2 separate regions of the Arachis hypogaea genome follow, and region 1 is linked to region 2. Evidence: chromatin contacts called from public Hi-C data. All regions are on one chromosome and are shown on one strand. The core of a region is the stretch at or near the end of the contact, and the rest is flanking DNA. Distances in the headings are between cores, read along the strand shown.

What was found. A called contact is a pair of places that touch in the nucleus more often than the background predicts.
Region 1: a Hi-C map of an unstated tissue shows a contact between it and region 2, with 10 times the contacts expected there. The contact joins the promoter of LOC112770780 here to the enhancer-like site in region 2. A contact is called at or near these places in 3 of 8 Hi-C or Micro-C datasets (leaf and an unstated tissue).

What each region holds. Positions count from the first base shown.
Region 1 is chr18:95,975,467-95,981,382 of arahy.Tifrunner.gnm2.J5K5, forward strand. It overlaps LOC112770780 (glyceraldehyde-3-phosphate dehydrogenase GAPCP1, chloroplastic), which reads left to right and starts at 2,459. Exons shown (of 14, transcript XM_025815184.3): 1 at 2,459-2,948; 2 at 4,138-4,232; 3 at 4,351-4,418; 4 at 4,503-4,541; 5 at 5,465-5,565. The coding sequence starts at 2,892.
Region 2 is chr18:95,771,962-95,778,227 of arahy.Tifrunner.gnm2.J5K5, forward strand. It overlaps the pseudogene LOC112770175. Among protein-coding and RNA genes, the nearest start is that of LOC112771912, 20 kb to the left of the region's middle. Within about 2 kb of position 3,785, at least 2 of the 3 cell types and tissues checked have open chromatin away from gene starts, as enhancers often do.

The sequences.
Region 1 (5,916 bases), core at 1,209-3,708, 200 kb after region 2:
CGTAACCACATACAAATTCAAAACTCCTGATTTTTTTGACAAATTATAATATATTGACAATGTCCCACTGGGCGTGCCAATTTGTTTTACTCAAATTTTGTTAATGTTTAAAAGAAAATGTGGGTATCTCAATGTCGCAATTGTATCGTCAATAAGAATTAAAAAGGATTGAAAGTAACAAATAAAAAAAGAAATGTAAGGTGTCGAAGGCAAAGTAAATTACACAAATTAAAACAAACAAAAAATTAAAGAGAAGATGAAGAAAGAAACATAAACGTAAAAGAGAAGAACAAGTAAAAGTAGAGAAATTTTATTAATAAAAACTGAAAAAAACAAATGACAGGTGTTGGAGTTAAGAGAAATTATGTAAGATTCTCAATTTTATTCTGTGATGTCCAAGGGCTGAGAGCGTTTTGTATTTCTAAGTATTTTCCAAAAGAAGTGAACTGCCTACAATGTGTTTCTAAAACACTATTTATAGACTGAGAATGGATCCTCTCAATTTTTTTAACAATTGAGGAAGTAAAGTGTGATCTCCTACCATCAATTTTATAAGTGGGACCAAGAATAAATATGAGAGAGAGCAATGAAGGGTTAGAGATCATACTTTACACTCTTTATTTTTTTTATAGACTAACCTAATATCAAGTGACAATTACCCTTTGTATATCGTTTTTGAAAAATTTGAATGGCATCCGTAACTGTCCCGTACTCTTTGCTTGATGTCAATTCAAAAAATTCTAATAAATAACCAAACTGTTAGATGATCGAATTTTAATTAAAATAAATGTAGATATTATATACAGAAACATTACCATATGAGTATATGACTAGTTATTTTTTTCATCATTTTCTTATAAAAATAATATTTTTGTTTAACACTATGACAATCGATTGAATAAGATAAATACCTTTATCGCTTTGCGAAATTCAATCAATTAGGTAACACTACCAATCGATTGAATAAGAAAAAACTCACATTCTATAGCGCAATTCAATCGATTGTTTTAGATCTCCAATCGATTGAATTTTCAAAAAATCTATATTGTCGTGCGCCATTCAAACAATTGAATTGCTAAGAAATACGATTTTCATAATGTTTATAGATGTAACGGATTAAGGATAAAAAATTCGTTGATTCGCACTGTCAAGATATTTATGGAAGTCACGATTAATGAAAGATCTATTTTATTATTATTTTTATTTTTAATTGTTAATAAACATGATAGATGAATAATAAAATAATAATTAATAAAATACGGGATAGATTTTATAATTAAATAATATAAAGGATTAAGTTATAACTAAAATTAAATAAAAACTATTTATCAATTATTAAAAATTAAAAAAATGTGTTTTATTACTAAATCATTTATACTATGTTTGGTTTGATAGACAATGAGTGGAAAGAAAATGAATGGAAAGAAAATAAATGAAAAATGATATTTTTATTTGTTTGATTATCAAAAGAAATAGAAAGAATTTTTTTTGTGTGGTTCCCACTAAAAAAAATTTCTTTCCATCATAAACAAAAAACAAAAAAAAAGTGTTATATTTTTGTATTTTCAATACTACCTTTAGTGAGTTGAAACCCATTTTGGCCCCTGAAATTTTCGACCGGCCTCAATTTCGACCCCCAAATTTATAGTTACCCAATTAACACCCTCAAATATTAGATTGTGACCCACGTTTGCCCCTGTAGCTATCTCCATTAATGGAGATCTGATATGACACGTTAAGTTGACAGAATGTGTATCCACGTGGCACCCAACTTGCTAGAATGGATGTGTGATGAGTGAATGACGTGGCAAAAGTTAAATGAACTCAATTTACAGCCCTCTTTTCCCAATATGTTCGAGACTTTGCCAGAAAAATTGAGTTCATTCAACTTTTGCCACGTCATTCACTCATCACACATCCATTCTAGCAAGCTGGGTGCCACGTGGATATACATTCTGTCAACTTAACGTGCCATATCAGATCTCCGTTAATGGAGATAGCTACAGGGACAAACATGAGTCACAATCTAATATTTGAGAGTGTTAATTGGATAACTATAAATTTGGGGGTCAAAATTGAGGCTGGTCAAAAGTTTCAGGGGCCAAAATGAATTTCAACTCTACCTTTAGTTATATTATTATTAACAATTATTAATATAAATTTAGTTTTAATATATTATTATAATAGAGATTCATATTTAAACATTATATATTAGATAAATAATTTAAATCAAATATATAACATTATAATATTTTATAATATTTATAAAATATAATAAAACATGAATAAATAAAAATATTTATACTTTATTTTATAATAAAAATATTAATATAATTTTATATTATTATAATTTTTTTTATTTCTATCTAAATAAAAATTTTTTTTATTTATTTTTTATTAATTCAAATAGCACACAAATAACTTAATTTTTTATTTTTTTCCTCTTATTTTCTTTCCCACGTTCAAACAAAGTGTTAATCATCGAAATGTGCAACCATCGAATTCTATGTGATGCTTCATAGGTTAAAACCCAGTCTCCATCTATGAACGACCCCAATGGCAACGTTTGAGAGATAAATAGACCTGTCGTAGACTCGTAGCTAGTAGGTTCCCCGTTTCTCCTCAGAACCTCCGCTGGCTAAAGAAAATTGCATTAAAAAAAGGAAAACTAAAAAATAAAAAAAATAAAAACACGCACCATATTATTCGCATTTCGCACATATATTATTCTCTACTATTGAAAATTTTCTCTCTCTTTTTCTTTCTTTCCATATTATACTAGTGTTCTTGGTTGTTGGTGCAAAAACTGTCTCACACACAGAAAGAAAGAAAGAGAGCGCGAGCCTCCATTCTTCTCTTTCTTCCGGCTTTAGGGTTTTCTATTCTCTCCAATGGCCGCTTCTTCCATTCTCAGATCTGCGCTCCTCTCTCCCTCCGATCGCGTCAAGGTCTCTCTCTTCTCCGTCTTCGACCTTCTTAACGTTCCGTTTCCTTCATTTTCTTCGGTTGTCTGTTTTTCCTGCTTTTTCTCAGGAAACGGGGCGGGAAACTTTTTTTGTTTTGACTTTTAGTTAAACTTAATTTGAAATTCGCTTGCCTCTGATTAAGAAGAAAACAGAGGAGAAGGAAAAGTAGCTGCAGCTTTTTATTTCGTGTTTAATTTTTATTTTCTGCGTGGTGTTCCGCTTGTGATTATGAGAGATGTTGAAGAAATTTATGCTGTTGACTCCTGGATTGTAACCATGACAGTGCTTTGTTTTCAATGCTTTGAATGATTTACAGTTTACACTGAAAGCTGGTATCTGATATTTTCTTTTGTCTTTTTCCTCTTTGCTTGAGCTGATGTCTATTCAGAACTTTTTTTTTGTTTAAATTTAAAAAAATGTGTAATAATAATTATTACAAAGATAAGATGATTCTTTGAGCCGACTCTTTTTTAAACGATTAGTGCAGATCAGTTTTCTGCTGTTGAGTTTTTTATTTTGGTGGAAGTGACTGAGTGACTCCAGTTGAGCTGATTCGGTAAAGAAATGAGCCTAATTTTTTGTTTGATCTCAGGTACTGAAAACTTCATAGGAGTTTAAGCACTAAATGAGATAGTTCATGACTTCAAGTTAGATACACAGCATAGTGTCGCTAATGTTAACAGGAATATTATTACCAATCATAGTGCTAATAAGTCGAATATAGTAGTAAAGCTCAACTTGGACTCATGAGCTATGACACTTTATATTGAAATCTTTATGAATCAAGTTGAATATAACTTATGAGCTGGGTTAATTCCCTGCCAAGTGCTTTCCCTCTAATTGTTTAGAAGCTTAGAGATCATTTTGACTTGTTTTGTGCAATTTCGGTTGATAATTTTTCATTTTGCTACCAAAATGCCTTCTTAGTTTCATCTTCTTGTCACTTAATTGGCCATCTTGTTGACAGAAGTTTGAGAACATAAGGAACGGTGACGTTTTTATAATTATTAAGGAAAGCATCCAGTGGAAGATAACAAGCATATAATGCAAACCAAGAACACTTTTCTTTTCCTCTGATAATGTCAGGGATACTGCATTCCATGTGTGAATGTATATTTACTGTATTTTCTCAGTAAAACAGTTGATTAATGTATCTCTACGTGTGATTCAGGTTTCAGGCAATGTTTCCTTTTGCAATTTAAAGGCGAACAAGTTACAGAATGGAATATTTGGAACTTCAATTCCATGTGAATCTATAGTGTTACAGTTGAGTGGCTTGAACTTTTCACTTAGGGCTCTTCTTTTTTCTCCTTTCCCCCTTTCTGGTCCTTCAGTAGTATGTAGTTTTGCTATTTGTGATCCTGATGTATTGTTATTTCCACAGAAACTGCAATGCCCGAAGTCTCCAGCCTATCAAAGCAACAGCAACTGAAATCCCTCTTCCCGTACAGAGTAAGAATATGGCAATTGTAAGTGTGTAGAATAGAGTAATTATCATGCAATTTCTTGATTCTTACTTGGCTTTGGTCTGTTTAGAATCAAGGAGCTCTGGGAAGATAAGAGTTGGGATTAATGGTAAGTTTCTTGTGATGAAGGTTCTCTTTTTATTTTTCTTGCATTTGCTTGCAGACACCTCCAATATTGAATATAAAATTTTTGCATTGGTGATAGTCTTAAGCTTTGTCTTCCACAATACGTTTATAAGGAAACTATATGGGAGTCTTGACAATCTATTGCCTTTCTTTTTGATATGTTGTTATATCAATTGCAGACATAGGATTTGCTCAACCTGTATATTCAAAGGAGCTGCTGTCATATATGAGAATGACATTTTTCAAAAACTACTTATAATCTTTTCAACTTTTGAATTGCTTTAGATGAAAATGGTGGCTATTTTGATGACTTACATTTGATAAAATCTGTCTGGTCCTATTCAACATCATAGGATCCAGTTGAACACAAACAGACAGTTTATGTGAAATCCTGATAAAAATGTGTTCAACTCATTTCCATGTTAATAATATGAAACAGCAGTTGAATATGATCTTCAACTTATGATCTAGAGTACTCAAGAACTAGCAAATCATTTGTCTGAACATGAAAAAAGTATTCTGATTTGTTATTTAGACGGTTTAGTAGCTGACAATAATCGGGTTAAAGAGCATGGTTAAGATTCCTTAAATTGTATTTGTGTTTTTTGGTGTATTTGGAGTTGTGCCATTTGTTCTTTTATTATTTATTGTCATCATTCCATTTGGTGTTCTAGATTTTCATGAGAGCATAATCCTTGAGTGCTTAAACCTCAAGTTTTGGGCTGGTTTACTTTATTGTTTTGGGTTAATACAACTACTTTAAAGTTTTATTTGCTTTTCAAGAGACTGCTTTTATTTTAAATAGTGCTTAAAATGGCATGTACTTTGTTTTAAAACACGGAGCACACTCTTAGCATGCAATGCATTCTGAAGAGAATATACGCATCTTTGTGCTGAATTGTGCAGGTTTTGGTAGAATTGGAAGATTGGTATTACGTATAGCTACTTCGAGGGATGATATTGATGTCGTAGCAATTAATGATCCTTTCATTGATGCTAAATATATGGTATGTATGTTCAATTATCTTATGGTTTTGCTCATGATCAAAATTAGGTGGTTCCACATATATAATATATGATATATGATATTGATGTCGTAACAAGTATACTCTCTTGATTACTGAAGTTTTCGAAAAGTTTCAAAAATACTTTTAAACTTGTTTTAATTGTCTCTAGTGTTTCAAATATGTTTCAAGTATACTTTTGGGTTAACATCCACCAACGAAGATGCTGATGTGACAATTGTATGCTGATATGTCACTGATGTGTGGCAACACTCGGATGATGTGCTCAGATGACTTGTCAGTGACATGTCAACGTAGGATTGTTACGCTATATGATGTCCAAACCAGGGATAT
Region 2 (6,266 bases), core at 2,535-5,034:
ACAATTTCCAGAAAATCCAATCAAAGCAATTCGTCTTGATAATGCTGGTGAATTTACTTCCCAAGCTTTTGATGCTTATTGTATGGCTAATGGAATAAGTGTTGAACATCCAGTAGCTTATGTTCACACGCAAAATGGGTTAGCAGAATCACTTATTAAGCGCCTCCAATTAATTGCTAGACCCTTACTTATGAGAACAAATCTCCCAACCTCGGTTTGGGGGCATGCTATTTTACATGCCGCAGCACTTATTCGTTTGAGGCCAACGAGTTATCATCAATTCTCTCCTATGCAATTAGCTTTTGGCCAGCAGCCAAATGTTTCCCATTTAAGAATATTTGGGTGTGCAATATATGTTCCCATTGCACCACCTAATCGCACCAAAATGGGACCCCAAAGAAAATTGGGGATATATGTTGGATATGATTCTCCCTCTATAGTGAGGTATCTTGAGATACAAACTGGTGATGCGTTTAAAGCCCGGTTTGCGGATTGTCATTTTGATGAATCAAAATTTCCAACATTAGGGGGAGAGAATAAGCTTCCTGAAAAGGAACTTAATTGGAATGCATCATCGTTGATGCATTTAGATCCTCGATCAGGGCAATGTGAACTAGAAGTTCAAAAGATTATACATTTGCAAAGAATAGCAAATGAATTGCCTGATGCATTTTCCGATACAAAGAGGATAACCAAATCTTACATACCAGCGGAAAATGCCTCAATTCGAATTGACGTCCCAGTAGGACAAGTAGCCACTGAAGCAAATTCACGCCAGAAGCGTGGCAGGACGGAAAATGCCCCAATTCGAATTGATGTCCCAGTAGGGCAAATAGCCACGGAAGCAAATACACGCCAGAAGCGTGGCAGGCCTGTCGGTTCCAAAGACAAAAATCCTCGAAAGAGAAAAGAGGTAAATAATATTCCTGTTGAAAAAGACATAGTAAAGACACCGGCAGTTGTCCAAAATTCTGATATAACGCCAGAAGACGTTCAGGTACCTGAAAATTGTGAAAATGACGAGATCTCGATAAATTATGTCTTTACAGGAGAGAAATGGGACCGAAATAAGACAATTGTCAATGAAATATTTGCATATAATGTGGCATTAGATATCATGCATGAAAGTAAGGATCTTGAGCCAAGATCAGTTGAAGAATGTCGACAAAGAAATGATTGGCCAAAATGGAAAGAAGCCATGAAAGCTGAATTAGATTCACTTGCAAAACGTGAAGTCTTTGGACCTGTAGTCCGTACACCTGAAGATGTAAAACCTGTTGGATATAAGTGGGTATTTGTGAGAAAACGAAATGAGAAAAATGAAGTTGTGCGCTACAAAGCTCGACTTGTGGCACAAGATTTTTCACAAAGGCCCGGTATAGATTATGAAGAAACGTATTCCCCTGTAGTGGATGCGATAACATTGCGCTATTTGGTCAGTTTATCTGCATATCATAAATTGCATATGCATTTAATGGATATGGTAACAGCCTATTTGTACGGCTCATTAGATCGGGATATCTATATGAAAGTCCCAGAAGGATTAAAAATATCCAAACCATCCAATGAATATTCGCAAGGGTTATACTCAGTCAAATTGCAAAGATCTTTATATGGTCTAAAGCAATCTGGACGAATGTGGTATAATCGTCTTACTGAGTATCTGGCCAAAAACGGATTCAAGAATGATGATATCTGTCCGTGTGTTTTTATAAAGAAATCTGCATCTGGATTCGTTATAATTGCTGTGTATGTTGATGATTTAAATATCATTGGGACTCCTGAAGAGATTCCAACAATTATAAAAATTCTAAAAGAAGAGTTTGAGATGAAAGATCTTGGAAGAACTAAATTTTGTCTCGGCCTGCAGATTGAGCATATAAAAAGTGGGATCTTTATTCATCAAACAACATACACAGAAAAGATCTTGAAAAGATTTTATATGGATAAGTCACATCCATTAAGTACCCCAATGATCGTAAGATCTTTGGATGTGAAAAAGGATCAATTCCGTCCTAAAGAAGAAAATGAAGATATCCTTGGTCCTGAAGTACCATATCTTAGTGCCATTGGAGCGCTAATGTATCTTGCTAATAATACGTGACCCGATATATCATTTGCTGTGAATTTACTAGCAAGATATAGTTCCTCTCCAACCAGAAGACATTGAAGTGGAATCAAACAAATCTTTTGATATCTTCATGGGACGGTTGATATGGGATTGTTTTATCCCTATGGATCCAAGTCACAACTAGTTGGCTATGCAGATGCCGGATACCTGTCTGATCCACATAAAGGGAGGTCTCAAACAGGATACCTATTCACATATGGTGGTACAGCTATATCATGGAGGTCCACGAAACAGACGATAGCAGCAACCTCCTCTAATCATGCTGAAATACTGGCGATTCATGAAGCTAGTCGCGAATGTTTTTGGCTGAGGAGTCTGATTCAATATATTCTGTCATCATGTGGACTAATTGATCATAAGATAGCTCCTACTGTCCTGTTTGAAGATAATACAGCATGCATTGCTCAACTTAAGGGGGGTTACATCAAAGGTGATAGAACAAAACATATTTCTCCCAAATTCTTCTTCACTCATGACCTTCAAAATCAAGGGACAATTGATGTCCAACAGATCCGTTCAAGTGACAATCTGGCAGATTTATTTACAAAGTCACTCCCAAAATCCTCCTTTGAAAGATTGGTACATGAGGTTGGGATGCGCCGATTTCGAGACATTAAATGATGTCGGCAAGAGGGGGAGACTGTACTCTTTTTTCCTTGGTCAGGTTTTTTCCCATTGGGTTTTTCTTGACAAGATTTTTAATGAGGCAGTCCCCATTACAAAGGATATTGTACTCTTTTTCCTTCACTAAGGTTTTTCCCACAGGGTTTTCCTTTAGTAAGGTTTTAACGAGGCAATAATCCTAAATGGACATCCAAGGGGGAGTGTTACGATATGGATGTCCATATCCATTCTATGTCTACTCAGCAAGCACTCTTGGAAAGTACATGCATTTAAGAATGTGCGGTGCATGCTTTCCAACCTTTGAAAATGTGAACCTTGAACTTGTATAAATAGAGGCTAAACCTCTGTACGTGATACAACACAAGCAAATAACAAAATCACTCCTCTTTTATGCTGCAATCAAATACTCTTCTCCTTATATTTTTACTACAATTCTTTCTCTTCTTTTATTTTATAAGTATTTTAAATTCTATTTTCTATTACTCTTTGCATATAATATTAATAGCAATATTAACCATCTTTATTATATTGAGATTGCAACAATAAACAAATGCGATTCTCTCTCTCTTTATTTTTAATACTTCTTTCTATCTTTGTATATATATACACAATACAACATATAATTTTATTATATATATATAAATTATTATTGAGCTAATTATTTTAATACTAGAGTCTTCTATTTATACAACTTTATTATATATATATCTTTTATTTCACAACACTTATTATGTAGATGTCACCATTATTAACACATGAATAATGTTCTTTTTTTTCCCTTCGAAATAGAAATATGAAGTATCAACAATATTCTAATAGCAGCTATTTCAAACAAATTTTTCCTCCAGTCCCAACACAAATTGACCCTTGCCATACAATCTTATAAGTAAGCCCAAAGAGCCCAACAAGCAGCTGGATAGAGACGACCCAAAAAAATCCCGTTACACAAAAAGAAAAGCCGCCTAAGCTAAACCTCTACCAAGCCTTGCAGATGTAACAGTGCTATCAACCTGCTTCCTGACACCACACATCCACAACACGTGTTGATGAACTATACATCTCTGTATATCTACAATCTGTAGACTAGAGTGACCCTATCTTAATTCAATTATACATAAATATACACAAACAAATCATCCAAATCCAATGATCCAATTATTCAAACAGCATCAGATACACAGTTTCACAGAATCACATTATCACAATAATTAATCAATTATTCAAATTCTTATTTCTAAATTGATAAAATCAATTCTCACTGGAGAGTGGAGAGGCGAGAACGAGAGAGAGAGAGACGCAGAGGCAGAGCGGCAGAGACGACGGAGTGGCAAGAGGCGAGTGGCGAGACTGCGAGAGGCGATGACCGAGCAACGAGCCAAGCAGCCAGCGACGAGTCAGCGAAGCAAGCGAGCAGGGCAGGTCAGGTCAGGAGACACCGGGACAGCAAGCCAGCGACAAGCCAACGGCGTCGACGATTCTGCGACAGTGACGCGGATTGCGGACAGATCAGGAGGTGCCGAGGTGGGTGGCGAGCTGTGCAGTTAGCCAGTTACTCGAGGCCGCGAGGGGGAGAACTGGAGAAGAAGGGTTACGCGAGGGGGAGAAAGATAGCAGAGACAAAAACTTAGACAGGAGAGAAGGAGAAGGTTACGGCTTAGGGATTTCAATTTTGGGAGTGGGGTCAAAATTATTTTGGGAGTGGGGGCAACTAAATTTTTTACTGAGAAGTACTCAGTAATTTTTCAAATTCTACAACTGGAAGCTATGAATCCATCCGTCCAGCAATCTTGTATTCAACCACAACTGGAAGCTCATTTGAAAGACTGATGGTAACTTGGTTAGACAATGGTGCTGCCTTTGTGAAAGAGTTCATGTACCGCAATGCAAATGTCAAGGACACAGGCTCATTCATCTCTACAGTAGTGGCTTCTTCAGGCTGCAATATCAATCAGTATGTATTTCAAATTATACGAGAACTAAATTGTACAAACAATAAAGTTATGATTAAAAAAGAACAAATAAATCTCTGTTACCTTGTTCACAGAAGAGTTATGCCTGCAGACAATGTTTGCAGTTCCAATATCATCTTTTGTGGAAAACTTTACACCTTCCTTAGTAACGGAAATGACAACTACAATATTTATCGCTCACTGAACAAATTGTTTCAGCTAAACTATTAACTTCCAAAAGAGAACCATAAAACCCCCGAAAATTCATAGCAAAGCAAATTACCAGTGTCACCAATACTGCAAATCCTAGCAAACTCGGTAGACGGCATTCTAACAATGGCATGGTACTCTGCCTCAGGAATTCCAAGGTGCTCACTGTCGATATCCATCAACTTCATCTCAAAATCAGAAATTTTATCTTGTGCTTCAGGACATAAACAGAAAAAAAAAAAAAGAATAGTCAGATTACAAATATTTTCAATATCCAAAACTTCATAATTCAGATCTTGAATCAAAATGTAATATTAACAGCTGCACTACCAGAAACAGATTCCAATACATGAAAGAAACACAGCTGAACACTATCTTGCTTGAAATTAAACACTAAAGCTTAATTCCTGCATATAAATTTTTACAATCCTAGAAATCCAATCACCAAACACTAAATTTTGTAGCAATTCATTAACAACTGAACTCATATCAACTACAGAATCAAGATCATGCCTCTCATCCCCTTGCAGAATACTAAACTTTCAAACACACAAAAAACAATGTAATAGGTCTTCCCTTTCCAGTACAGTTTTCTAGCAAGAAAGAATCCTAAGCGTCAATAAAAAGTTTAACGAATTAAAATAATACCATATCAAAATTAGCAACTAAAGATCAAACAGAAACAGGAAAATGAACCATGCAGATATAAAACCCTAGAAATAATCGGACAAAATTAAAATGAAAATTGAAATCAAGATTTCTTGGGAAAATGAATAGTACTTGGGCACTCGAATATGAAAGTGACGGTGTCGCTGCCGTCATCGCCCTTGACAGTGATGATGTCATTATTTCCGGCGCACCGTAGCATCTTGGCCATGTTGAGATTCATCCCCATCGAGATGTTGGGTCGCACCGTAGTGCTCGAACCCTTCGGACCGCAGTAGGACCGCCACGAGAGCAACGTGGCTCGAGTCCATGGCCTGGAGTGAGAACCCAGCCGCAGAGCAATCGAAGTTCGCATCGTTCACGAGCTCCCTGATTGCTTCTAGAACCTTCTTCAGCAAAGAGCCTTGCACCAAACGGAGTTCCAGCCAGCATCTTGAAAATGGGGGTGTTGCAGGTTTTCTTGCTTTCTTGCCTTTTAAGATTTTTTATTATGTCTGAACAGAATCAGTAATCTTTTAGCTGAATTGTTACTTTAGAATTATGCAAACATGATACACAATCAAAGATGCAATTCAAAATTCAAAGTGTTATAGAGACATATCACTGAATAATTAGAACAGTCCAATCAAATCAAATGCAAGTAATTCTTTAATTTTAGACCGAACAAATCAAAATCAATAAAAAAT